Regions from separate parts of the Mus musculus genome. Here all the other regions are linked to region 4. The links are chromatin contacts, called in public HiChIP or PLAC-seq maps. All regions are on one chromosome and are shown on one strand. The core of a region is the stretch at or near the end of the contact, and the rest is flanking DNA. Distances in the headings are between cores, read along the strand shown. Region 1 overlaps Tcf20 (transcription factor 20). Region 2 overlaps Bik (BCL2-interacting killer). Region 3 holds the start of Pacsin2 (protein kinase C and casein kinase substrate in neurons 2). Region 4 holds the start of Rrp7a (ribosomal RNA processing 7 homolog A (S. cerevisiae)). Region 5 holds the start of Ttll1 (tubulin tyrosine ligase-like 1).

Region 1 (5,366 bases), core at 1,186-3,685, 270 kb after region 4:
GGGAATATCAGCCTCTCTTTTTCTTCTTTCTAGTCTCTCTTTGTACACTTTAACCCCCTGTAGTACCACTCCCAGCCCCAGCTCCAGCTCCTGATCTGCTGAGCATGTAGAAAGGGATGTGGACAGCCATGCAGAAGGATAACCAAACTGGGAGATTAGCATCTTCTGGCCTGGTATTCATGGGGAGTTGTTAATACCTCCTGAGCTTAAGGGCAAGAAGTAATTTCCGAGCTCAGAGAAAATGGCTAAATGTTTAAATTGCCAAACATCTGACAGAGCTTGTTAGCAGAGTCTTTACCAGCCTCAAAAATTGCCTAGTCAGGGCCAGGAGAGTAAATTTTGTTCCCTACTTCCAAACTGGTCCAGAAGCCAGAGGATGGTAGAGCCTGTCTGTTTTCTCTGTGGAGCGGAGCCTAGAGGTCAGTTAGTATATCCTCACAGGGGGTCTAAATAGAATTATTAACTTGAGGACTGAAACTTTTTTGCTGTTGTTTAAACAGGAATGTATTCTGTCATTCTGGCAATAGATCAATAGCAATAGCTAAATCTACTTGGAAAGGTAGAAACTTTCTTGAAGATTCTTCAGGGGTCTTTGGGGGAGAAAAGATTGGGTTGGAGAGGGCTGGTGAGATGGCTCAGCGGGTAATTTCCAGCTGGGTTTCTCTTCTAGGCAAGAATTATTAATGAGCAACACAGCCTTATTCCTTGTCTTAATTGTTGTGGGTTTTGTACTAATGCATTAAACATTTTCCCAGAATCAAAACTCATGACCTGTTACTGTATCCTCTACCTGGAGTCATACTCTCCTGTAGTGTAACAGACAACACAAATAACCTAATGACAATGTCAGAAAGGTGGGACTACATCAGGTGGGGAATGGCAGGATTCTACTTCCATGGAGACATCCCAGCAGAAAGTTTTTTCCTGAGGCATCGAGGGTTCTTTAAAGAACTGGGTGCTGGGCTGGAGAGATAGCTCATCAGTTAAGAGCACTGACTGCTCTCCCAGAGGTCCTGAGTTCAATTCCCAACAACAACATAGTGGCTCACAACCATCTGTAATGGGATCTGACGCCCTCTTCTGGAGTGTCTGAAGACAGCTACAGTGTACTCATATTAAATCAATCAATCAATCAATCAATCTTAAAAAAAAACAAAACAAAACCAAAAACCGAATGCATTGGAGAGAATAATGCTCTTAGATGATGACAGAAAGACAACAAAAGTTAATACTAGTTTTCAATAAAAGTGAGGTCACCAGCTTTCCAAACCAGGCTGGAGAGAACAGTCCACAACTGGGACTGGAATGTGTAGACTCAAAGTCCTGGACCTTATAACTACTCTTTTGTGGTCTCTTGCTCTTGGTGGCTCTGAATTAGGTGGTCAAGAGAGGTACTTTGAAGACAATTTTATGTCAAGAAGCAGTCAGATCTGACTTATAGGTGACTACAGTATAAGGAATCCATAGTAATACCAAGTTGAGTGTCCCAGAGTCACTAGTCACCATAAGCAGGCGATTTTGAGGAACTAGCTTTGGTTCTCAGGATGGGTCTTTGTCTTGGAGTGATTGGAGTAGTCTTGGACACCTCCTGAAACAACTGCTCCGTCATTATCTGAGGCTCCTCAGCTTAAATTAAAAGAGCTTTTGTCACCCCACAGTAACTAAAGATTTATTTAAAAAATGTCTTTGTTTGTAATAACATTCCAATATTTACTCCAGTTGAATTTGTAAGACTCATTTATCTAATGAAGTTTTTAAAGACTATATTGAATGTGTTTGTGTATTCCTAGTATTTTCTTTGTTGTATTACAGATTCCTTCATTCTTTAGACCATTTATCTGCTTACTTGCATTATTAGAAATTGATAGAAAAAGGAGATGGAATTTAAGCAATCAGCTTTATCTGGTCACTGAGTTATTTATCTAGGCTTGATCTTTGTGTCAAGCAGATGCATGTCTCATGCTTTTTCTTTTTTTCCCTTTCTAGGAGGGCTGCTGGCCTGCTGCTGTGCTGCTGAACAGTATGCAGTCGTTTCGGGAGCAAAGCAGTTACCACGGAAACCAGCAGAGCTACCCACAGGAGGTGCACAGCTCATCCCGCATAGAAGAGTTCAGCCCTCGCCAGGCCCAGATGTTCCAGAATTTTGGGGGAGCAGGTGGTGGTAGTAGTGGCACTGGCAGCAGCAGTAGCGGTCGACGAGGAACAGCTGCTGCAGCGGCAGCAATGGCTAGTGAGACCTCTGGCCATCAAGGCTATCAGGGTTTCAGGAAAGAAGCTGGAGATTTTTACTACATGGCAGGCAACAAAGACACAGTGGCAGCAGGAACCCCACAGCCTCCTCAGCGAAGGCCTTCTGGGCCTGTACAGAGCTATGGACCTCCCCAGGGGAGCAGCTTTGGCAATCAGTATGCGAGTGAGGGTCATGTGAGCCAATTTCAAGCACAGCACTCTGCCCTTGGTGGTGTGTCTCATTATCAGCAGGATTACACAGGGCCTTTCTCTCCTGGGAGTGCTCAGTATCAACAGCAGGCCTCTAGCCAACAACAGCAGCAGCAGCAGCAGCAGCAACAGCAGCAGCAGCAGCAACAGCAGCAGCAAGTACAGCAGTTGAGACAACAGCTTTACCAATCCCATCAGCCTCTGCCACAAACCACTGGACAGCCAGCCTCTGGCTCATCGCATCTACAACCAATGCAGCGGCCCTCAACTCTGCCATCTTCTGCTGGTTATCAGTTAAGAGTAGGTCAGTTTGGACAGCACTACCAGTCTTCTGCTTCCTCCTCTTCCTCCTCCTCCTTCCCTTCTCCACAGCGTTTCAGTCAGTCTGGACAAAGCTATGATGGCAGTTACAGTGTGAATGCTGGATCTCAGTATGAAGGGCATAATGTGGGTTCTAATGCACAGGCTTATGGAACACAATCAAATTATAGCTATCAACCTCAGTCTATGAAAAATTTTGAACAGGCAAAGATTCCACCAGGAAACCAGCAGGGGCAGCAGCAGCAACAGCAGCAACCACAACCTCAGCAACAGCAGCCGCAGCAACAGCAGCAACAGCAGCAGCAGCAGCAACATCCTCCCCAGCATGTGATGCAGTACACAAATGCTGCCACCAAGATGCCTCTGCAAAGCCAGGTTGGGCAGTACAACCAGCCTGAGGTTCCTGTAAGGTCTCCCATGCAGTTCCACCAGAATTTCAGCCCTATTTCTAACCCTTCTCCAGCTGCTTCTGTGGTTCAGTCTCCAAGCTGTAGCTCTACACCTTCTCCTCTCATGCAGAGTGGTGAGAATCTCCAGTGTGGGCAAGGCAATGTGCCCATGAGTTCCAGAAACCGAATTTTACAGCTAATGCCCCAGCTCAGTCCAACTCCATCAATGATGCCCAGTCCTAACTCTCATGCTGCAGGATTCAAAGGATTTGGATTAGAAGGGGTGCCGGAAAAGCGGCTGACTGATCCTGGGTTGAGTAGTTTGAGTGCTTTGAGTAGTCAAGTGGCCAATCTTCCTAATACTGTCCAGCACATGTTACTTTCTGATGCTTTGACACCTCAGAAGAAGACGTCTAAGAGGCCCTCATCATCATCTAAGAAAGCAGATAGCTGTACAAACTCAGAAGGCTCCTCACAGCCTGAAGAACAACTAAAGTCCCCTATGGCTGAGTCATTGGATGGAGGTTGCTCTAGTAGTTCAGAAGATCAAGGTGAGAGGGTGAGGCAACTGAGTGGCCAGAGCACTAGCTCTGACACCACCTATAAGTGTGGCGCTTCAGAGAAAGCTGGCTCCTCACCAACACAAGGTGCTCAGAATGAGGCCCCTAGGCTCAGTACCAGTCCTGCAACTAGGGACGAAGCTGCCTCTCCAGGTGCTAAGGACACATCACTGTCATCTGAGGGGAACACAAAAGTCAATGAGAAGACAGTTGGGGTGATTGTCTCCCGAGAAGCCATGACAGGTCGGGTAGAAAAATCTGGTGGACAAGATAAAGGCTCCCAGGAGGATGATCCTGCTGCCAGTCAGAGACCACCTAGCAATAGTGGCGTAAAGGAAATCAGCCACACATCACTTCCACAGCCAGATCCTCCAGGAGGAGGGAGCAAAGGAAACAAGAATGGTGATAATAATAGCTCTAACCACAATGGAGAGGGGAATGGCCCGAGTAGCCACTCCGCAGTAGGCCCAAGTTTCACAGGCAGGACTGAGCCTAGCAAGTCTCCTGGAAGTTTGCGCTATAGTTACAAAGAGAGTTTTGGGTCAGCTGTACCACGAAATGTCAGTGGTTATCCTCAGTATCCTTCAGGACAAGAAAAGGGGGATTTTGGCAGCCATGGAGAGCGAAAGGGTAGAAATGAGAAGTTCCCAAGTCTTCTACAGGAAGTGCTTCAGGGCTACCACCACCATCCTGACAGAAGGTATCCTAGAAGCGCACAGGAACATCAAGGGATGGCTAGTGGCCTGGAAGGAACTGCAAGGCCTAACATCTTAGTCAGTCAAACCAATGAATTAGCTAGCAGGGGCCTTCTGAACAAGAGTATTGGATCCCTGTTGGAAAATCCCCACTGGGGACCATGGGAAAGGAAGTCAAGCAGCACAGCTCCTGAAATGAAACAGATCAATTTGTCTGACTATCCCATTCCCAGGAAGTTTGAGATAGAACCTCCATCATCAGCCCATGAGCCTGGAGGCTCCCTTTCTGAAAGGAGGTCAGTAATCTGTGATATATCCCCACTAAGACAGATTGTCAGGGACCCAGGGGCTCACTCATTGGGACACATGGGTACTGATGCCAGAATTGGGAGGAATGAACGTCTCAACCCAAGTTTAAGTCAGTCAGTCATTCTTCCTGGTGGGTTGGTGTCCATGGAAACAAAATTGAAATCCCAGAGTGGACAGATAAAAGAGGAAGACTTTGAACAATCCAAATCTCAAGCTAGTTTCAACAAGAAATCTGGAGACCACTGCCATCCTACCAGCATCAAACATGAGACTTACCGTGGCAATGCAAGTCCTGGAGCAGCAGCCCATGATTCCATTTCAGACTATGGCCCACAAGATAGCAGGTCCACACCAATGCGGCGGGTCCCTGGTAGAGTTGGTAGCCGGGAGACTATGAGGGGTCGGTCCTCTTCTCAGTACCATGACTTTGCAGAAAAATTGAAGATGTCTCCAGGCAGGAGCAGAGGCCCAGGGGGAGACCCTCATCACATGAACCCACATATGACCTTTTCAGAGAGGGCCAATAGGAGTTCTTTACATGCTCCTTTTTCTCCCAACTCAGAAAGCCTGGCCTCTGCTTACCACACAAACACCAGGGCTCATGCTTATGGGGACCCTAATACCGGTTTGAATTCCCAGCTCCATTATAAGAG
Region 2 (4,906 bases), core at 996-3,495, 420 kb before region 4:
CAGAAAACACCTCAGTTAGGGTGCCGGCACCTCTAGGGGTTGGGGGGCAGGGACCAGCCCTGCCCCAGCTGCACTTCACTGAAGCTGCAAATACCAGGCCCCACCCAGCAGCAAGAAGACCAGCAGCACCATCGGAAACAGCTGCCCAGGGTCCTGGTCAGGTGACACCTGCGGGACCAAGAGGGAAAGGAGAGTGAGACCCAGGGACTGCCTGGGGTGAGGAGCCAGCTCTTGGGGCTGGCTCAGAAGAAGCACCTATGCACAACTGGGGGGTTCTGGGATACAGTGTGAACTTGGGCATTCAAGCCAGTGGGGGGGGGGGCGCGGGGGTGAGCAGGGGAGGCGACCCAGAGACCATGACTGACAAGAGCATCCTCTCTCTTAGAGGAAGGCTCCCTGCAGGAGGGGCCAGATGGCACTGTGTGGACTTGAACCTCCCTCAGTTCACCAGCCAATCAAGCAGATTGCTGGGATGGGGCAAGAGGTGGGGAAGAGACTTTAGAGAGGGGTGGAGACTGTGGCTAACTAGACAGCGTAGCTAAGGAGCTGCTGGCTGCCCCATGGGAAGGATAAGACATGGACTAGAGGCTTCAAGGTGCTTACCCAGGCGCCAGGAGTCAAGACTCTCCAGGACCAGATGTTTTCCCTGAGGTTGGTGAGGCTTCGAATCAAGCTCCTGAAAATACCTCTGACACCTGTCCGGCTGTAGGTGACAGCGAGTCTGTAAGACACGAGATGAGCAAGGTGGTCACTATAGCCGTAGGCACTGGAAGTGTACGCGTGTGACCCCTTACAGCATGGCCCACAGAGAGCCCCTGTGCGCCTCTGGTTCTCTCTCTGCCCAGAGCCACCCTCAAGGAGCACCTGCCTCTCTGAAGGCCCCTGAGCCTCGCTCAGATCCACACGGCCTTGTGAGTCGGGATCTCTCCGGACTCTTCAGCTTGAGAAGCAAAAGAAAGGCCCTGAGTGGTGCTTGATCTACTGCTAAGGCCAGAGGGAGGATTTGGGGGGACCCACGTGGGGGCTGGAAGGCAAGGGGTTTCAAGCTTGCCTGAGAACTCCCATACTCCTCTTCCAAGGTTTGCAGGGCTCCCTTGGGGCCCAGCCCTGTCCGGTTCACCCTGGGTAACTGGTTACCTGTGTATAGCAATCCCAGGCAGCTGGACCAGACGGGGGCTCCGCAGACACAGGTCCATCTCATCGCCGATGCAGGCCAGCCTCAAGGCCACCTGGTTTCTGCAGGAAGGCATACATAAGGCAGTTTGGTGTGGTTATGCTGGGGAGGCCATACCACACACCCAGCCTAATTTCCATGGAATTCAGGACCCAGCAAGAGGAAGGCAGTGGGATACTGGGGGAAGGAGGGAGCGGGGCGGGGGGGCTAGCAGCAAACCTCCTCGGTGTCCCTCTTATCCATGGGTGCACTTATGAGTAAGAGCCATTTCAAATGTGCCCCTGTAGGATAAACCACAGGCTACTGAGACCTATCCCAGCCTATACCCCATGTCTGCCTCTTGCGGAAGTCAGACACAAAAGTACTAGGGGATGTCTTGTGAACCTGCCCGGAAGTCAGGGACAGCTTACTTCTGCTTACTCCAGGAACTTTCCTTTAGAGAATCTTGGGGAGGGGCCTACCTGGTGAACATTGAAGAACAAGTGTGGGGTGTGTGTGCTTGGAGCCCCTTCAGTTGGCTTCCTATAGGGTCTCAGTCTATCCTGCTCCCGGAGACCTGTCCCTGGTTCCCAGTCTCAGAACACTGGTGCCTGCACCTTCTCCAGATGGAGAGCAGTAAACCAAATTCAATTCCCTCCACCATCTACACTGGTAGCACGTGCCTTCAATTTAAAGAAAATCTCAGGGGCTGGAGAGGTAGCTCAGCAGCTAAGGTACTTGTTGCTCAGGCAGACGACATGATTGTTTACAGCCACCTGTAATTTCAGTTCCAAGGGCTACAGCGTCCTCCTCTGAGTACTGCAGGCACCAGGGATGTACGAAGGGCACAGACATACGTGCAGGCAAGCACTCATGCACATAAAATAAATCTTTTAAAAACAATAAAAAGTCTCCATTGAAACAGGAGACACACTTGTGTGGTGAATACACACACAAACACACACACACACACACACACACACACACACACACACACACACACACTGAAACCAGCCTGGCTAAGCCCTTCCTGGGGTTTGCCCACACATTCCACACCAGCGACACAGCAGCTCACTGGAAAGTCCCTACAGAGGGCATCTCCAGAGCCACCTGTTCCACACACCCAGTGTCCTAGGTTTCTTCCTGATTCTGATGGTCACAAGGGTTCAAGGAACCTGGAAGGTCGCCTGGCAACCGAGTTGAGCGGATTTAGTCCCGCCTATTCCCTGAGAGACCCCCCAGGAAAACACTGTCCCCGGCTTCATTCCACTCAGGAATGGAGCAGAAAGTGAGGCGACACTGATTCCACAACCAGAGTGGCAGAGAACCCTGAAGCTGAGGGTACACGTGAAGAGCCTGTGCTGACCTGCCTATGTGCAGAAGGACTCGCCCTGGCCAGTATGGCTGCTCTCTCTTTCTGCTGGGAAATGAAGGATGGGTCTCAGAGCCTGAGCAGGGAGGGACTTGGCCTTCTGGACACAGAGGCAACAACAGATAAGCCCTCTACTAGTGAAACCAGATGGCCCAGGTTCAGGCTGCATTGTGCTGGTCCCGACACCCAGGAAACACACTGGAGCCCTGTGTGGGTGGGGGGACCTCCAGGAGCTCCTTGCCCTGTTATCTCCCCACTCCCCTTCCCCCCACTCCTCTATATAGAAGGTGCTGTTCCAACCCATGTCCAGTGGAGAGTCCAGTCAGGCCCTACCTGCCTTCCACGCACTCCATGAGGTCCACGTCTCTCACAGGCTCCTTCATGCTGGGAGTCTCAGAGGCCACTGGAGGTTGGGGGACCTGGTCGTGTGGAACAGTCTTGATGACGTCTCTGGCCATAAGTCTCGCCTCCGACATGTGTTCTGTGGGATAAAATAAGGCAGAGCGTGACTAGATCTCCAGAACTATGCACCGGTGGCTACAGACCATAGTAAGTGCTTGGTATGTGGGGCACAGAAAGCCCCCGGGAACTACAAGGCCTTGGTATATGAGTGTTCCTGACCCTCCTCTGTCCCAGAATGAGTCACAAAAACCAGAGATGCTTCCATCCAGGCTGCTCACATAAGCTGGGCTATCTTTCCCAAAGCAGGCCACCAAGCTTCAACAAGATTCTGGTCCTCTTTCCTGGTCCCTTGAAGATCAGGACGTTCAAAGACTCTGAATAGACTCCCCACTAGCCCCACCCCAGTCTGTCCAGAGCCTGCTAATGCTGTTTGCCCAGCCATAGCTCTACACACCACTGCCCCGTAGCAGACCTGAGCATCAAACCAAGTTTCTCCAAGGGCTGGGAGAAAAGCTTGTCCTTACCATGCAAGCATGAGGACTTGACTTAAGATCTCCAGAATGCAAGGCAGGACTCTGGAGGAGCTGTGTGCAGCACTACATGCCTGGAACCCCAGGACTGTGGAGCTGAGAACAGAGTCCATGGGGCTTGCTGACCAGCCAGCCCAATTTCATCAGTGAGTCCCAGTTTCCAGATCCTGTCTCAGAAACCCAAGTCACGTCTGGAGGGACGGGTTAATCAGGTAGAGACAGTGTGTACCACTCTTGCCGAGGAACAGAGTTCCATTCCCAGAATCCACATCGGCAGTTCGCAACCCCTTATAAACTCCAGGTGGAGGGGCTCAGAGCCCTCTTTCACCCTCCAAGGGCACCCACACTCTCACACACACACATATGCATACAACATACAATTATCAAATCTTCGGGGGGAGGGGACCCAAGGTGGATGGCTCCTGGGGGAACAGCAATGTTGACCTTTGCCCTCTACATGTGTGCACACACGTGTATATACACACACATGCATGCATACCCACACATAAAACATGTGTATATACAAAAGTTCTTCATGTCTCCAGGTCTTCATGCCTGAAGGCTCCCATGAGGTAGAAAAAGTGACTGTCACTTTTCTGTCTTTGACCATCTATGACAGAAACATGAACCATGTCCCCTGTAATGAGGGCAGGGGAAATATGTCAGACTCTGCTGCCCCATATCTAAGAATAACCTTCTTGCCTCTGTGGCCATTTCCTCTGAGCTGCTTGGGCCGTCATCCAACTCTCCCCGACTCCTCCTCCCCCCAGCCCTTCCAGAGTCCTCCACGCAGGCTGTGTGCCTCAGCAAATCACCAAGTCCTGGGTCTCTGAAGTGAAGATACTAAGGACCCCAGCTCTGTCCTTGGGGACAGAGGAAAGCCCAGGCACCCCTGCCCACAAAGAGACTGAAGTGAGTTCCCAAGGAGAGCGACTCCTTCGCCCTGACTTTATGAAGAACACAACTAGCGGGTTTCACTGTTTTCATCCCTGAGGGCGGAACCTGAACCTCACGCAAGACAGGGCCGTGTGTGCCACTGGGGGCAGAACTTGAACCTCACGCAGGACAGGGCTGTGTGTGCCACTGGGCCACACCTACAGCCTCATTCCTTCTTTACTTATTCTTTTCTTAGTCTCAGTGTGTGTGTGTGTGTGTGTGTGTGTGTGTGTGTGTGTGTGTGTGATGGAAGGGGACACATGCCACACTGGCCATGGGGAGGTCAGAGGACAACTCTGCAGAGCTTGTCCTCTCCTTCTGCCTTCACATGGGTTCTAGGAACCACACTGAGGTCACCAGGTTTTGTCCCCAGTGAGCCTCTTCCCAGGCCCTTGACACTCCCCCACCCCCACCACCACCTTTGAGACTAGCTTTTTTTATGTAGGCCTGGATGTCCTGGAACTTTCTCTGTAGACCAGCCTAGCCTTGAACATGAGATCTGTCTGCTCCTGC
Region 3 (4,872 bases), core at 2,026-4,525, 340 kb before region 4:
CAGCTACGGACAGTTTGCCTTAGTTGTCTGTCAGAAGGCAGTGAGATGTCTCAGCAAATAAAAGTGCTTACTCTCTAGTCTGATGACCTGAGTTTGATCCCTGGGCCCTACAAGGTGGAAGGAGTGGACTTTCTCCAGTGGGTTGGCCTCTGACCTTTCTCACATGTCCTGTGCAGTGAATACACACAAACAGATAATTGGTTTAAAAAAAAAAACAACAACCAATTGAGGATTGTATGTAAGTGGACTGACATGGCTTCATCAAGTGCTGGCCACACCCTCTTAGGGATACTCCATTCATAGGTTGTGCAGTGTCCCTCCATCTTAGGGTCCATGAGGGTGAATGCAGGCAGCACGTGAGAGTGGAGTGCTGTACCTGCCTGTCTTTATCTATGAGTCTATGTGCACAGGCCAAAGAATAAAGCATTTAAGCAGGCAAGGGCGGGGTGGCAGCTTCCTAATCGGTGACACATTCATTCCACGCATTTGGCAGCAGTTCGCTTCATTCCTAGGTAGATCCAGGAATGTGTTCTTCTGGCCCCAACAGTTAACGTTTTTTGGTGTCTCCAAACTTAATGACTCGTTTGGATGGTGCCGGAAATGGATCCCAGGGTCTTGTGAAGTGAGCCATACCCTCCAATTGTGTGTGTGTGTGTGTGTGTGTGTGTGTGTGTGTGTGTGTGTGTGTGTTTAGTGCATGTACAGAGGCCATGAGATTAACTTTGGGTATCTTCCTCTATGACTGTCCCAAGTTATTTATTTATTTATTTATTTATTTATTTATTTATTTGAGACAGAGTCTTTCAATGAACCTGGAACTTTTCCTGTCAGTTAGGCTGCCTGGCTAGAAACTCCCCCCAGCATTTGCATTATACATGCATGCTACTCTAGCTTTTTACCCGGTTTCTGGGAATCGGAACTCGGGTCTTCATGTTGGTGCCATAAGTACTTTACCCACAGAACCGTCTCTCCTGCATGCTAATCCCAACTGAGAAATGAAAGCTTAGTGGAGCTTGGTAGTGCAAGCCTTTCACTTCCAGCACATAGGAGGTAGGTCTCTTGTGAGTTTGAAGCCAGCCTGGTCTGTAGTGAGACCCTGCCTCAAACAAAATAAATAAGGAAAATAAATACAAGTGGAAGCAGTTTCATCGACGAGAGAGACCCTGAGACAAGGTCAGCAGCCACTGGCCACCCTGAGAGCCCGGCAGGCTCACTAGTCCTGGTCTTTCCTGGACTTCTGTTTTAAAGTGGAGAAAATCAAGCCCCAAAGAAGGGAAGGAACTTGCAGGGTGGAGTGGCCATTTGCTGCCAAGCAACCCTCCCTACCATATCTCCTCGATTCTTGCATGCCTGAAGTGCTCCAGTGGAGAGGAACCCCTTTCTTTCTCCCTGTAGAGCTCATTGCTTTCTGGGAGGTCTTTGCTCTCTGTCATATTCTATCCACCTTGGGACAGTAAAAATGTCACTGTGTTTGATATTGTTGCCCCTTGTCTTTGCTAGGTTCACCGAACACTTGCCAGCTGCTCCCCCCCACCTTGTATTCTTTTGTTTTGTTTTGTTGAGACAGAGTCTGGATATGTAGCCTTGGCTGTCCTGAATCTCACTATGCAAACCAGGCTGGACTTGAACTCACAGAGCTCTGCCAGCCTCTGCCTCCTGAGAGCTGGGATTAAAGGCATGTACCACCATGCCTGGCTATCTCTACTTCTAGACATTGGAATTACTGAGATGATTTTTTTTTTCTTGAAGGAGTCACAGACATCATTGTTAAAAGGGTATTTTACAGGCAATACAGCTAGCCTCTGGGTAATTAAATAAATACATAAATAAATACATATTGAAAATGTTGGTCACTGTAAGGATATGAGTGGGGGAGGTTATTTTATATTTTCTGGGTGGGGGAGGGGCAAGGTCTCATATAGCTTAGGCTGACCTGAACTCTCTATGCAGTTGAGGATGACTGTGAATTCCTGATCTTTCTGCCTCTACCTCCTAAATGCTGAGATTACAGGCAGGTACCACTATGTCCAGCCTGAAAACTGGACTTCCTGTGTAGCTGGGGATGACCTTGAACTCCTGACCCTCCTGTTCTACCTTCCAAGTGCTACCTACTACATCTGCCTTTTCTGTTTTGTTTTGTTTGCAGGGAGGTTGAGGCAGGGTCTTACTATATATTCCAGGCTGACCTTACCTTTTTTTCTTTCTTTCTTCCAATTACTCGGTTGCGTAGGCTGCCTGGAGCTCTCAGCCATTCTCCTGTATCCGCCTCTTGAGTACTGGGATTACAGACACTAGCCACTGTCTGCCACCATTTACTCTTTACTCCATACAGTTCCCAGAAAGTTACCTGCTGTCAGTTTCTCAGACCCTCACCCACGCATCGCTTACTGTCCTCCTGGCCGGGACTGTGTGAGGTAGTGCTCAGCGAGGTATTAGCCGTTTTGGCTCATTATTTCTCTTTGCTCATAGGGCCAACCTCCTATCTGGCAGCGCTATGTGAGAAGCAGAAAGTCTGTATATTGTCTGGTGCTCTGATGGCCATATCGGCATCCTCTGGAGGGAAGTCTCTCCACCCCACTTCCTCTTCTTTTTTGTGTTTTTGGTTAGCCTGTAACACACTATGTAGACCACAGTGGCCATGAACGCAGAGATCCACCTGCCTCTGCCTCCTGAGTGCTGGGATTAAACGCGTGCGCCACCATCCCTGGCTTGGAGGAAACTTTCTTTAAAAAAAAAAAAAAATTGTGTGTATGAGTGTTAGCATGTCTGTACCTCGTGCGTGCCTGGTACCAACAAAGGCCAGAAGAGGGCGTCAGACAGATAACCCTCCAACTGGAATTTCAGATCAGGGTAAGCCTCTACGTACTAGGTACTTGGAATGGAATCCGGGTCCTCTAGAAAAGTAGCAATTTCTCCAGATCCGAGGAAACTTTCTCAAAGTCCACCTTATCTGAATTATAGATCAGGGACCGCAGTTGTTCTGGGTGCTAGGGAAACCACAAAACTCTGGCCCACTTTAAAAAAAAGTCCTTTAGTCCCGGTCCTTTGGGCGTCTCCCAGGGAGTGACCCGTGTTGGCCTCTCAGCGGCTTAAGTAGTAGCTCCTCGTTTGACTGACAGGAAAGGCCGCTAATGCTAGCCCAAGGTAGTTCCTTTAGCTTCTGGGGGGGCGTGCCGCCTCCGCTTTAGACTATCCAATCTGGAGCGCCGCTGGGCCGAAGGGCGGGGTCTGGATGCAGGCAACCAATAGGGCGAGCACAGCGGGCGCGGCGGGGGCGGCGCGGTCGCGGCTGGCGGCAGAAGCGGCTGCGGCGGGTCTGGGCAGGGCCGGGGAGCTCGGTTGGAGCGGAACGGGAAGGGGTCGGAGTCGCAGCCCGGCCGGGGCGGCGTGCTCAGTGGGACCCGAGGCGAACGGCGGCCGAGGTGAGGGGTGCGCCGCGACGGTTGGGACACGGGTCGGTGGCCGCGCCTACCCCTGTCAGGCCGCGCTGGGGCCGAGCGCGCGGGGCCGCGCCGCTCGAAACTTCTAGTCCGCGCGCGGGGGGCCACGCGCCGGCGGGCGGAGCCCGGGAGGCCCGAAGGGCGGCCGGAGCGGACGAGTCCCACGCGGACGCACTCATGGGGCGCTTTGCAGACTCTTGCCTTCCATTTCCGTCCTCCCCACACTCTGTGACCGCCGTGGTGAGAGCCAAGCCTGACCGGTGAACACGAACTAGGGGTGTGAGGCGAGACAGGAAAGGCTGCATGCTGTCCTTTTTGACTTTCATAGTTTTCGAGACTCAGTGGATCCGAATCGTCAATTCCCTCCTACCTCCCGTGGGGGCTCTAGAGCCGCGTTCTCTTCTCTTCCCAAAGACCCCAGGCTTGCGGACCCCCTCTGAGAAGGTCCACTTTTCTTTTTTTCCAGGAGTGGATCCAGAGGAGCTGGCTAGGGATCTCAAGGCCTTAGAGGTTAGACCTGGAAGTAGACACGCCCCAGGGGTGCTGCGTTCTTGTTGGCCCCTTGAGGGAAGATAGTTTTGGTCCGGGCTGTGTGCACCATCCCTGGCCCTTGTCGGCTTCCCTTGACCGCAGCTGTCCTTAGGTTTAGTGATGAAGGGGGAGTAGGTTGCTGACAGTCTCCAGGGCTACTCATTAGCGGTTTAGCAAAAACACTTCTGCACTGTCCTGATGTAAATCTATTTAATCCCGAGTTGTGGACGTGAGCTCACACCTTCCTACCCCCTGCAGGTTTTCCACTTTGCTTAAGTTCTGGTCTTGCACCTCTGGGATTGTCAGCTTGGAGCCCCTGGTGAAGGGATCAGCCAGGTGAACTGGGTTCTGTGTTAGCCTCCCTCTTCCGTCCCTGGGCGCTCAGATTCACTTTTCCACAGAAGTCCGGATTTGAGAGTTAGCGTAGTTGGGGGTTCTCCTGACTTTCCTGGAACACTCTAGTCTGTGCATTTACACTGAACTGTAGAGTTTGGCAGTCTCCTTGGTGAAGCTATGCTACTTTAGCCGTGAGGCCACTACATGAAAAACTTGTGTGATGTGTGCAGTTTAGAGGCTTTAAAGAAACTGATCATTGGGCTGATGGATATTTATTACTTGGGAAAGTAGCTGAGCACAGAGGAGTAGCTGACTGATTAGATCTGCTCTCTCTGTGCAGGATTTTTAAAGACTCATTGGACTAGAAATGGTATTTTAGTTCATGCTGTTTGGGGAGCTAGGGTTTGTTATTTCCAACCATAATAATTAGTGTAAAAGTGTGTGTATGTAAGAAACACATCTAAGTTTCCATGTTGTCTGGTAGAGAGAGGTGCCATTGGCTTTTCCGTAGTCCTCAGTGCCAGTACAGGTTTCTAATGGCCAGGCATTTCTAGGGGGAAGATAG
Region 4 (5,256 bases), core at 977-3,476:
AGATAGCCCTGCCCCTCCAGATTTGCTTTCTGCAACAACTCCCTAGCTGGTTCCACTTCTCACATGCAGCTTTCTATTAGATATCCATGCCTCTGACGTCTCTATCATCTTGGAGTCTCTAATGCAGCCCAGGCTTCACCATAAAGGTTACGCTGTGGAATGAGCCTTGCCTCCTTCCAGCTTTGTCACATACACCAGTACCACGAGAATGCCAGGTCTGGCCAGCTTGACGGGGTTCTGGTCCCTCCCAGCACAGTAGCAGCAGCTTCTGTGTGGAAGGTAAACTTCTAGGCAGTTGTCTGGGAGCAGGAAATCCCTTTCTTTGCTAGCTGGGAGTGCTCTTGCGGGTGCAGAGTTGAAGGTGTCTCTTTCCACCTCACAATGACAGCCTCTGAGCACATGGCTGGGCTGCAGCGGAAGGTTTCTCAGGCTGTCCCTTTCCAAGTACTATTCTATCCCTGTCAGCAAGTAGCTACTTTCCTGATGCCACAGATCACCTGTACACTGTAAAGTATTCCTGGGAGTTTAAGTTCTCCAGAGTGAGACAACAGCTCCCTTGTTCCTGCAAACCAGGCCTCACACCTACTTATATGTCAACTTGACACTAGCAAGTCACCTGAAAGGAGGGAACCGCAACTGAAAAAATGTCTCTGAGTTCCAGCTGTAGGGAGCCAGCATCTTCTTAATAAGTGATTAGTTGGGGGAAGGCCCTGCTCATTGTGGGTGGGGCCCTCCCTGGGCTGGTGGTCCTGGGGTCTCTAAGAAATCCAATGGAGCAAACTACGAGAAGCAAGTCAGTACGTTTCATCAGCCCCTGCCTCAGGGTTCCTGACCTGCTGGAGTTACTGCTCTCGCTGCTTCTAATGAACTGTTTCATGAAACTGGAAATAAAGCCTTCCTCCCCACATTACTTCTTAGTCGTGTGTCATCACAGCAACGGTAACCCTAATGAACACACAAGTATCCTCCTGCTTCAGCCAGGATTAAAGCCATGCCCAGATGGATAAAGTTTATTTGGGCTCACTTCAGTTTGTAAAAATTTAAAAAATCTGCCAAGCATGGGTGATGTGTGGCAGTGTCCACCTTTAATCCCAGCACTGGAGGAGACAGAGGCAGACAGATCTCATGTGAAACTGAACCCAGCCTAGTCTACATAGCTAGCCTCAGGTCAGCCCAGGCTACATGGTGAAATCCTGTCTCAGCACACACACAGTATTTTCTTGAGGGAGAGAGCTCATGCCATGAGGCATAAGCCATGGAGTGGGTGTGGAGGTCAAAGGATAACTTGCTGAAAACAATTCTCATCTTCCATGGATGTAATTCAAGATGTCAGGCTTGCCAGCAAGTACTCTTTGTTTACAGTTTCAACCCCAGGCCTCTCAGCCCCTTGCTCTCTCAACTAAAGAGACTGACTGTTCATGGCATCTCACTGCACAAAATCCCAGTTGCACCACGATTTATACGGAATGCTATTTATTTTTTAAAAATTTATAGTCGGGGGCTGGTGAGATGGCTCAGCGGGTAAGAGCACTGACTGCTCTTCCAGAGGTCCTGAGTTCAAATCCCAGCAACCACATGGTGGCTCACAACCATCCGTAATGAGATCTGTCACCCTCTTCTGGTATGTCTGAAGACAGCTACAGTGTACTTATGTAAAATAATAAATAAATCTTTAAAAAAAAAATCTCAAATAAGCCAGGCAGTGGTGGCACACGCCTTTAATCCCAGCACTCGGGAGGCAGAGGCAGGCAGATTTCTGAGTTCGAGGCCAGCCTGGTCTACAGAGAAAGTTCCAGGACAGCCATGGCTATACAAAGAAACCCTGTCTCAAAGAAAAAAAAAAATTATAGTCGGGCAGTGGTGGCACACGCCTTTAATCCCAGCACTTGGGAGGTAGAGGCAGGCGGATTTCTGAGTTCGAGGCCAGCCTGGTCTAGAGTGAGGACAGTCAGAACTACACAGAGAAACCCTGTCTCGAAAAACAAACAAAAATTATGTGTTGAGTGTGCCTGTGCACCACGTGTCCTGGAACTGGGTTCCAGATAATTTTTGAGTGATCGGAAACGAACCCCTATCCTCTGGAAGAGCAGCCAGTGCTCTTTCCATTTATTGCTCCAGCCTCCCTCTACTTCCCAATAGGACAGGGAAGGCTAAATCTTAGGGCCGGGCAAGATCCCGGGAGGCGGGCCTAGGGCTGAGAGGGCGGGGCCCCGCGTGACGCCGTCGTCGTGGAAACGCAGCGGCGCCGGAACACGGAACTCCCAGCCGTCTCTGCGCTCCCAGTTGGCCAAGATGGTGTCTCGCAGGAAGAAACGGAAGGCTGGCGGCCACGAGGAGAGCATACCGAGCCCACCGGGGTATTCAGGTGAGCAGCTGAGGGCCAGGGACCCACCATTTTGCGGGAAGGTGGCTTGCAGGTGGCAGAGGCCCTGGCAACTCGTCAGGTATCGGGGTGCAGGACCCCGCCGCCCCGACTCTGGGTGCTGATTCCGCGGCTGTTCCTCCGAAAGGCCTTGGGCTCGGGCGCGGTTCCTCCAGGCGGCGCCAGGCGTCCTAGGCCCAGCGTTGCAGCTTCGTCGTCCTCAGAAGCTAGTTATCCGCTGTTCTGCTCGTGTCTCGTTCTTTAACAAGCGCTTCCGCAGCTGTCGCCCTCCCAGCCCCGAGATTCGCATCCCACTGGTGTAGACTTAACTGGGAAGGTGGGGCTAAGTCGGCAGGAGGGGTGGGGGGGGGGGAGTTAGCCCTAAACGAAGAATGGGTGGAGGGAAGAGAGTTGGTGTGCCAAGCAGAGCAGCCCATGCTATGGGGGGGGGGGGGGGGGGCTGATGATGTCAGACAGCGGATGCTCCGAGAACGCAACACTGTGCCCGCCCCCTCAGCCTCCTGCGGTGATTATCCGAATACATTTCCCTCCAGCTTCCCGTGGATGGGTGGATGAACAGGCGGGCCGATGGAGCTAGAAAGAGACATAGTGAATTGGAACTTGGGTGGCATAGACACAGACCTCCTTTCAGGGTACCCCAAACTCTCCTGCGCTCGTTTCCCCTGTTAGCTGTTCCAGTCAAGTTCTCGGCAAAGCAGCAGGCTCCTCATTACCTCTACATGAGACAGCACCGAGTTCGCCAAGGCACCCAGTCCACATGGCCTCCCGATCGAACCCTTTTTATCCTTAATGTGCCCCCGTACTGCACACAGGTAAGAGTCTGGTAGACCAGTGGGTTGTGAATGGGGGCTTGCCACGGGCCCTACAGAATCCTGGTGGTCAGATGGAAATTCCTACAAAACCCTCAGTGGAGGATGTTGAAAGACTGGGAGTTTCAGAATAAAAATATGTTTTGTTTTTTTTTTTTTCTCCCTGCCGCCGTCTAGGCAGGGTCCCCCTCTCCCTGGGCTGTTCAGAACTTCCTGAGGCTCAGGCTGGCCTCGAACTTGCTGTACTTCCCCACCCTCCCCGTCTCAACTCATTACAGTTATGAGTGGTCACACCTGGTTTGGAAATTATCCTTCCAACCATTATTTTATTTGTTTGTCTGTTAGTTTTTCATTTTTAAAAGACAAGTCTAACAGTAATCACTGCAGTTCTTTCTAGACATACTTATTAATTTTTTACAGAAAGCATGACATTTGTAGTTCTGTTTCAGACGGGGTCTCTTGCAGCATGAGCTGGCTTCCTACTCACTGTGTAGGTGAGGCTGGCCTTGCACTCATGATCCTCTGCCTTTACCTCTGGAATTCTGGGATTGCATGCCTGTGCCACCACACGGCTTTAATCCCAGCACTCAGAAGCAGAGGCAAGTTTGGATCTCTGAGTTTGAGGCCAGCCTGGTGGTCTACAGAGCGAGTTCCAGGACAGTGAGGGCTAACCAGAGAAACCAGAAAAAGCTCAAAAAAATTTTTTTTAAAGGTTTATTTACTTGTTGTATTGGAGATAGAGCCCAGGGCATTTCCAAAAGAGGCCAGCTCTCTACATCTCAGACTTACATATTATGTAAATGACAGGAGACATGATTTGCTAAGTTTGAGATGATTCGCCCCACTCCACCCCCTTTTTTTCTTTATTTCTTGGTCTCCTAATGTAGTAGCCCTGGCTATCCTGGAAGTCATTGTGTAGTCAAGGCTGGCTTCGAACTCCTAGATATCTACCCCACATACATGGACACAACACATCCCATGAGTTCTGGGATTTCAGCTATGAATCACGGTGCCTGATGGGATTTTTTATTATTATTATTATTATTATTATTATTATTATTATTATGGTGTAGTTCAGTGGCAGAGTGCTGGCCTAATATTATGAAGCCCTGGGTTCAGTCCCCAGGACCACATAAATCAGATTTTGAGGACAGGAAGATCAGAAGTTCAAGACTGGGGCTGGAGAGATGGCTCTGCAGTTAAGGGCACTGGCTATTCTCCCAGAGATCCTAAGTTCAATTCTCAGCAACCACATGGTGGCTCACAACCATGTGTAATAGGATCTGATGCCCTTTTCTGGCATGTAGGTGTACATGCAGATAGAGCACTACTATACATAAAATACGTAAATCTTTTTTTAAAAATTGATGGTATGTCACTTGTTGCCAAAAAAGAAGATGAAGAAAAGTAGTGGTGGTGTTGGTGGTGGTGGTGGTCCAGGGCCCATTTTGGGTACAGACTGAATTCAGTGCCAGCCTGGGCAGCAGGTTGGAGGGAAGGGCTGAGCCGTCTACTTGGTACCTATCAAGGGCTGAGCACGTCTGTGTAATGAGCAGACCTGAGAAACCCCCTCCTACTCTTAGTGATACTGCAGTGATTAACGGCTGTGTGGGTGGTGAGGCCAAATTACTTGTCACATGAGAGTTCTTACCTTGGGGACACCTGCCTCCATGCTGTCGTGGGACCTGGTCACTGTTAGGGCACCTGGGCGCCCTGGGCATCGTAGGTTTGGACTCTGAGTCCTTTGGTTGTTACGGGTGCCGGGATGCTCTAAGGAGCTTATGTGTTCATACCTTGCCTCCCTCTGACCCTGGTAGGAGAGCCTGTCTCGGTGCCTCTCCTGTTGCGGCACCATCAAGACAGTGGAGCTGCAGGAGAAGCCCGACCTTGCCGAGAGCCCCACGGAGCCAAAGTCACAGTTTTTCCATCCCAAGCCGGTGCCGGTAGGCTGCCCAGTAACACCAGGTTCCACTGGAGTCAGGGGAAGGGGCTGGGGCCTGGGTGGGCTCAGCAGTAGGCTTTCAGAGAGACCATTCCCTATAGCAGTCTCTGTAATGTGTGATT
Region 5 (4,862 bases), core at 1,092-3,591, 390 kb before region 4:
CAGAGTCCAGGGTGTGGAGGGAGAGAAATCCAGGGATGGCTGCCCTCTGCTTCTGGGCACAGACAGTAGGGAACCAGTGCTTATATAGGATTTCAGGGGGAGAGGGGAGGGAACGGAGCTTCTCAGGACAGATTTCTAGAGTGCGGATTGGTGGAATTTCAAGTCCTGAGCTTGAGGGAGCTCAACGATTGGTGTGTTTTCCTGCTGGGGATTAGTGGCTTTTTTTTTTCCACCCCCATTTCTCTCCCTTGGCCCATGGGTTAGGGTGGGAAGTCCTTCCTGGCTGCAACTGGCTTTTGCTGGGGTGCCATCTCTACGGGGATGCTGGGGAGGGGTGGAGGCTGGAGAAGAGGTGCTGCCACTGTGGACAGCTCCTGTGGAACAGCTTCTGCCTGCTGTGGTGTTTCAAGAAAGCTGTAGGCTGATGCAGGGAAGAAGGGGTTGCCACCGGGGACAGCTCCTCATGCTGGCAGTAGGCTGAGGCAGGAAAAGTGTATCAGTTGGATGGCACCTGAAGGGTGCAGAGAAGGCGGTTCGTCACCGTGGACAGCTCCTGCAGCTCCCCGGACAGCAGCAGGCTGAGGAGATGTTGTGGTGTCACCATTTTGATAGGAGACGTCATTTTGGACAGCTCCTGTGGGACAGTGTACAGTGGCAGCCGTGGGAGGAGCCTGTTGCTGCTTTGAAGATTTTTGTGCCTCGGAGGCTTTTGTGGTGCTCCGCTCAGGAACTACACAGCCTGTGTCTCAGGAAAGACACCTGAAATGGCCTCTGGTCCCCACACACACACACACGCACACACAGAGACACAGCAGCTCAGCACACATAAAACATACTGTCTGAGTCGGTCGTGGTGGCTCACGCCTTTAATCCCAGCACTTGGGAGGCAGAGGCAGGCGGATTTCTGAGTTCGAGGCCAGCCTGGTCTACAGAGTAAGTTCCAGGACAGCCAGGGCTACACAGAGAAACCCTGTCTCAAACAAACAAACAAAACAAAACAAAAAACAAACAAACAAAACAAAACATACCGTCTGGACAAATGCTTCAAATCCTTTGGGAGGGCCCCTTGTTGTCACTACATGCCGAATGAAATGTTCACATTACATTACAACTTCAGAAACACGAGTTAATCGTCATCTCTGATTTCTGGATGGCAAAGTGGAGTGTCAGTAGGAGACAATGGCTAACCCTGCCCCGCACCTGCTTGGCCTCCAGATGCCTAGCTCAGTCTGTCATCTTGTATCCTGTCTTTTTTTTTTTTTTTTTTGGACTTAATTTTCATTTTTAAATTTTATTCGTGTGTGTGTGTGTGTGTGTGTGTGTATGTTTAGCCTACACATATTTCAATGCACCATATGCGCAGTTAACAGAAGGTTGTGAGCCACTATGTGGGTGCTGGGTATTGCCCTTCTTTGGAAGAGAAGTCAGTGCTCTTAACTGCCAAGCCATCTCTCCAGTCCTATTTTTATGTTTTTATCATGCGTGTGTGCACGAATGTTTTTTACATGTGTGCAGGGGCCCATGGAGGCCATTGGCTTCCGGTTTCTGATCCCGAGTTGGAGTTACATGCAGGTGGTTGTGGGGAGCCTGGCATGGGTGCTGGGAACTGAACGTGGGTCCTATGCAATAACACAGCACGTTTTTTTAAACCTCTGAGCCAATTTCCAGATTCTTTTTTTTTTTGGTTTGTTGGTTTTTTTTTTTTTGGTTTGTTTTTTGTTTTTGTTTTTCGAGACAGGGTTTCTCTGTGTAGCCCTGGCTGTCCCGGAACTCACTCTGTAGACCAGGCTGGCTTCGAACTCAGAAATCCGCCTGCTTCTGCCTCCCAAGTGCTGGGATTAAAGGCATGCGCCACCACTACCCGGCTTCACTAATTTCTTAATAACATTTATTGTGTGTGGGCGTGGGGAGGGGGTGCGTTCAACATGGCACACGAGTGGAGATCAAAAGACTACTTGTAGGTATCTGTTCTCTCCATCCATCACATATGTAGGTCCCGGGAGTCGAACTGAGCTGATAAGGCTTGGCTGCAAGCACCTTTATCCGCTGGCCCTGGCCCTTACAACTCTCATTTCTGGCCCTGAAGGGTGCGCGGATAGGATACCTTGCGCTTTCTAGCCTCTAAGCGGTGGATAGATAACTCGCAGAAAAATACCGAGGCAGGAAAGAAGGTGTCACAACCATGGACAGAAAAAATAATCAGGAAGCAGTAGCGCCAGCGGTTTTCGCGTTCTCGGTTGCTAGGACACCTCTCCGGAAGTGGAGTGAGCAAGGCGGACTGGTTGCAGTAGAGAGGACGGGCGGGCGGGGTCTTGTGCGCCGTGGGCGTGGCCGCGCGTGGAGATTGCGCACGCGCAGGCGGGCTTGCCCGTGAAGGATCCGGGCGGTTTAGCTTCTGCTACCCAGTCCGTGTCTCCGCTGCTCAACGTCGTTTTCTCTGTTGATATCCTGGGACTTGCCTTGTGCCTTCAACTGCTGTAATTGCATCATTATCTTTCTTACCGGCTATTCTAGGTAGGCTTTCAGTGCATCCACAGCCTGTATTGTTTGAGGTGGCATCTGTTGGGGGAGGTTGGGGGGCGCCGCACCTGTACGGGGAGCTCAAGGCTGCTCTACTTGCTCCTCTGCAAGACTGCACCGACCCGAGATGTTGCCCTCTTTGTTAGGAGGGGGATCTGGGAGTTGTGGTCCTCTGTGGAGCCCGGGCGGGGTGGGGTGGGGGGGGGGTGTTGCAGGGACTGCGTCCTCAACTGGACGCAGGAAGTATAGCCTTGCAAACCAAGTTGGTCTTGGTAAAACAGGCTTTGTTTGGGAAACACTTAATGAGCATAAAACAGTGATGTCATATGGCGGCACAAAAAGAGAAGCCCTGCTGTGCTGTCAATGAATGGGAGATACTAGTAGACAGCCACTTTAGGTCATGGCACTGTCTACCTACAGTGGTGTGGAGAGGAGTGGAGGTCATGGATGTGCAGTATTATATACTATTTTCTTTATTTAAATAGTCTTCATTATTTAATTTTTAATTATGTGTATATGTTTGTGTCTCAGTGCGCGGGGGTGGGGGTGGGGGTGCACGTGAGTGTAAGTGCTGGTGGAAGCCAGAAGAGGGCGTATGGGAGCTCCTTGGAGCTGGAATTATATACAGAAGGTTGTGTGCTGAGTGCTGAGGACCAAACTTATGTCCTCCGCAAGAGCAGGACTGGGTCTTACAGCTGAGCCATCTCTCCAGCCATTTAGGTCTTATTTTCTTAGAGATAGCTTCCCCCCGCCCCTTTCATTGAAAGCTTGTTGGAAAAGAATATAGATACTGGGAATCCTGGTGTCGTCGTGACGTCACTGACCCTGATTTGTAAAAATGTCAAAGTGTGGGAAGCAGGGACCTTGCTTTCTGAGGCTGGACACAGAAGGGTGATGAGACTCTGGTGAGTTCTCATCTTGCTGTTCCTAGGAAGGCTGCCTTGACTCCTGTCTGCGGCTGTGATCACAGCAGAGGTTGAAGCTCTTTGGAGTACTCCAACAAGCAAGTGTTCTGAGCTGCCCATCTTCCCCCGAGTCGCATTCTGCATGTTCCTAGGAAGCCAGGTCTTTATAGGTGATTGTTGCTGGTTTCTCCACCATGGAGGGCTGGGCTTCCTCTCATTCACTGACTGGCTTGAGTAGCACTTATCTGCTCCTCCACAGAGGGAATTTATTTGGGGGTTTCATGTAGCTCCGGGCTGGCCTGGAATTCCCTATGTAGCTGAGGATGACCTTAGATTTTTGATCCCCTTGCCTCTGTTTCCCAAGCACTGGGATTGCAAGCCAGTGCCACCATGCAGGACTCCACTTATTTTTTATCATTATGTATATGTGGACACACTTGTACTACGTATGGCCCATGGATGTCAGACGATAACGTTGTAGATTTGGTTCCCACCTTTATGTGCCTTCCAGGAATCAAACTCTGGGCACCAAACTTGCAAGACAACCCCTTTTACCTGCTTAACCATCTTGCCAACCTATTTTATTTTAATTTTTTTTTAGTTGTTGTTGTTTTTAAGATAGGGTCTCTCTGTGGAGTCCTAGAGCTCACTAGGTAGACCATGCTGTCCTGGAACTCATGGAGATCTGCCTGCCTCTGCCTCCCCAGTGCTGGGAGTAGAGACCTGGTGCCACCAGGCCTGGCACAATTCATCAGGTACTTACTAAGTACCTGCTGCTGCCAGACACTGTTTGGGGGCTGGGGATTCAGCAGGAGGTATGGTATGGGGATAGTCCTGTGCTGACGTGTCTGAGTTGAGACATACATGAAGTGGACAAATGGATTTCAACGCTGAGCGTGTGTAAGCATCATCTGACAGCTCCCTGGGTCCTCCAAAGCATCTGAGTTAGAACATCACTGGTGGGGGAAGGCAAGACCCAATCTTACTTCCGCCTCTGTCTCCCCTCTTCCTCCCTGGCTTCCCCTTTCCCTTTCCTCTTCCTGTGCTGGGGATGAATCCCCTGGCCTCCTGTAAGTCAGGCAAGTGGTCTACCAATCAGCCACACCCCACTCTCAAAAGGCCATTTTTCTAACCAGTTCCATGAGATGCTATGATGCTGGTAATGGCCCATGGGCCAGCCACACCATGAGTAAGAGCCAAACTAAGCCAACACACAATATGTGTGCCAGAGAGAGTAACTCCCCATATCCATGGTTTCACCTTCCATGATTTCAGTTCAGAAGATTCTAGAAATAAACAGTTCATTCTTTTAAAAATAATGGGTGTTTTTGCTTACACATGGCTTGTATGGCAGGTGCTGGCAGTGCATGTGGAGGCCAGAACAGGTCAGATTCTCTGATACAGAGTTACAGTTTTAAGCTGCAGTGTGGGCACAAG

What was found. HiChIP or PLAC-seq counts read pairs in DNA pulled down with a chosen protein or histone mark.
Region 1: an H3K4me3 HiChIP or PLAC-seq map of stem cell-derived neural progenitor cells shows a contact between it and region 4, with 13 read pairs. The contact joins the enhancer-like site here to the promoter of Rrp7a in region 4. A contact is called at or near these places in 1 of 39 promoter capture datasets (liver), 1 of 15 datasets of contacts at CTCF or cohesin (the NIH/3T3 cell line), 2 of 115 datasets of contacts at active chromatin or transcription factors (embryonic basal ganglia and stem cell-derived neural progenitor cells) and 4 of 9 other capture datasets (adipose tissue, embryonic stem cells, liver and 1 more).
Region 2: a contact with region 4 is called in an HNF4G HiChIP or PLAC-seq map of pancreatic cancer cells. The contact joins the enhancer-like site here to the promoter of Rrp7a in region 4. A contact is called at or near these places in 1 of 484 Hi-C or Micro-C datasets (embryonic stem cells), 6 of 115 datasets of contacts at active chromatin or transcription factors (the 230-238 cell line, effector CD8 T cells, embryonic hindbrain and 3 more) and 2 of 9 other capture datasets (adipose tissue and liver).
Region 3: an HNF4G HiChIP or PLAC-seq map of pancreatic cancer cells shows a contact between it and region 4. The contact joins the promoter of Pacsin2 here to the promoter of Rrp7a in region 4. A contact is called at or near these places in 1 of 39 promoter capture datasets (liver), 2 of 115 datasets of contacts at active chromatin or transcription factors (embryonic stem cells and pancreatic cancer cells) and 3 of 9 other capture datasets (adipose tissue, liver and pancreatic islet).
Region 5: an H3K4me3 HiChIP or PLAC-seq map of bone marrow-derived macrophages shows a contact between it and region 4, with 2.8 times the contacts expected there. The contact joins the promoter of Ttll1 here to the promoter of Rrp7a in region 4. A contact is called at or near these places in 16 of 39 promoter capture datasets (the 3T3-L1 cell line, 3T3-L1-derived adipocytes, the SN4741 cell line and 10 more), 12 of 484 Hi-C or Micro-C datasets (Sertoli cells, cardiomyocytes, cerebellar granule neurons and 7 more), 12 of 115 datasets of contacts at active chromatin or transcription factors (bone marrow-derived macrophages, craniofacial prominence, embryonic forebrain and 9 more) and 4 of 9 other capture datasets (adipose tissue, liver, macrophages and 1 more).

Annotation. Positions count from the first base shown.
Region 1 is chr15:82,853,905-82,859,270 of GRCm38.p6, reverse strand. It overlaps Tcf20 (transcription factor 20), which reads left to right. Exons shown (of 5, transcript NM_013836.3): 2 at 1,987-5,366. The coding sequence starts at 2,023. Among named protein-coding and RNA genes, the nearest start is that of Tbrg3, 42 kb to the left of the region's middle. Within about 2 kb of position 2,435, at least 50 of the 459 cell types and tissues checked have an H3K27ac peak or open chromatin away from gene starts, as enhancers often do. A contact at or near this core is called in stem cell-derived neural progenitor cells, where this site is marked.
Region 2 is chr15:83,539,395-83,544,300 of GRCm38.p6, reverse strand. It overlaps Bik (BCL2-interacting killer), which reads right to left. Exons shown (of 5, transcript NM_007546.2): 2 at 2,859-3,006; 3 at 1,138-1,236; 4 at 604-721; 5 at 1-168. The coding sequence starts at 3,001. The coding sequence ends at 76. It also overlaps the pseudogene Gm46495. Among named protein-coding and RNA genes, the nearest start is that of Mcat, 14 kb to the left of the region's middle. Within about 2 kb of position 2,245, at least 21 of the 459 cell types and tissues checked have an H3K27ac peak or open chromatin away from gene starts, as enhancers often do. A contact at or near this core is called in pancreatic cancer cells, where this site is marked.
Region 3 is chr15:83,463,009-83,467,880 of GRCm38.p6, reverse strand. It overlaps Pacsin2 (protein kinase C and casein kinase substrate in neurons 2), which reads left to right and starts at 3,275. Exons shown (of 11, transcript NM_001159509.1): 1 at 3,275-3,422.
Region 4 is chr15:83,119,771-83,125,026 of GRCm38.p6, reverse strand. Rrp7a (ribosomal RNA processing 7 homolog A (S. cerevisiae)) reads left to right here and starts at 2,226. Exons shown (of 7, transcript NM_029101.4): 1 at 2,226-2,365; 2 at 3,053-3,195; 3 at 5,010-5,135. The coding sequence starts at 2,293.
Region 5 is chr15:83,508,386-83,513,247 of GRCm38.p6, reverse strand. It overlaps Ttll1 (tubulin tyrosine ligase-like 1), which reads left to right and starts at 2,341. Exons shown (of 12, transcript NM_178869.4): 1 at 2,341-2,514.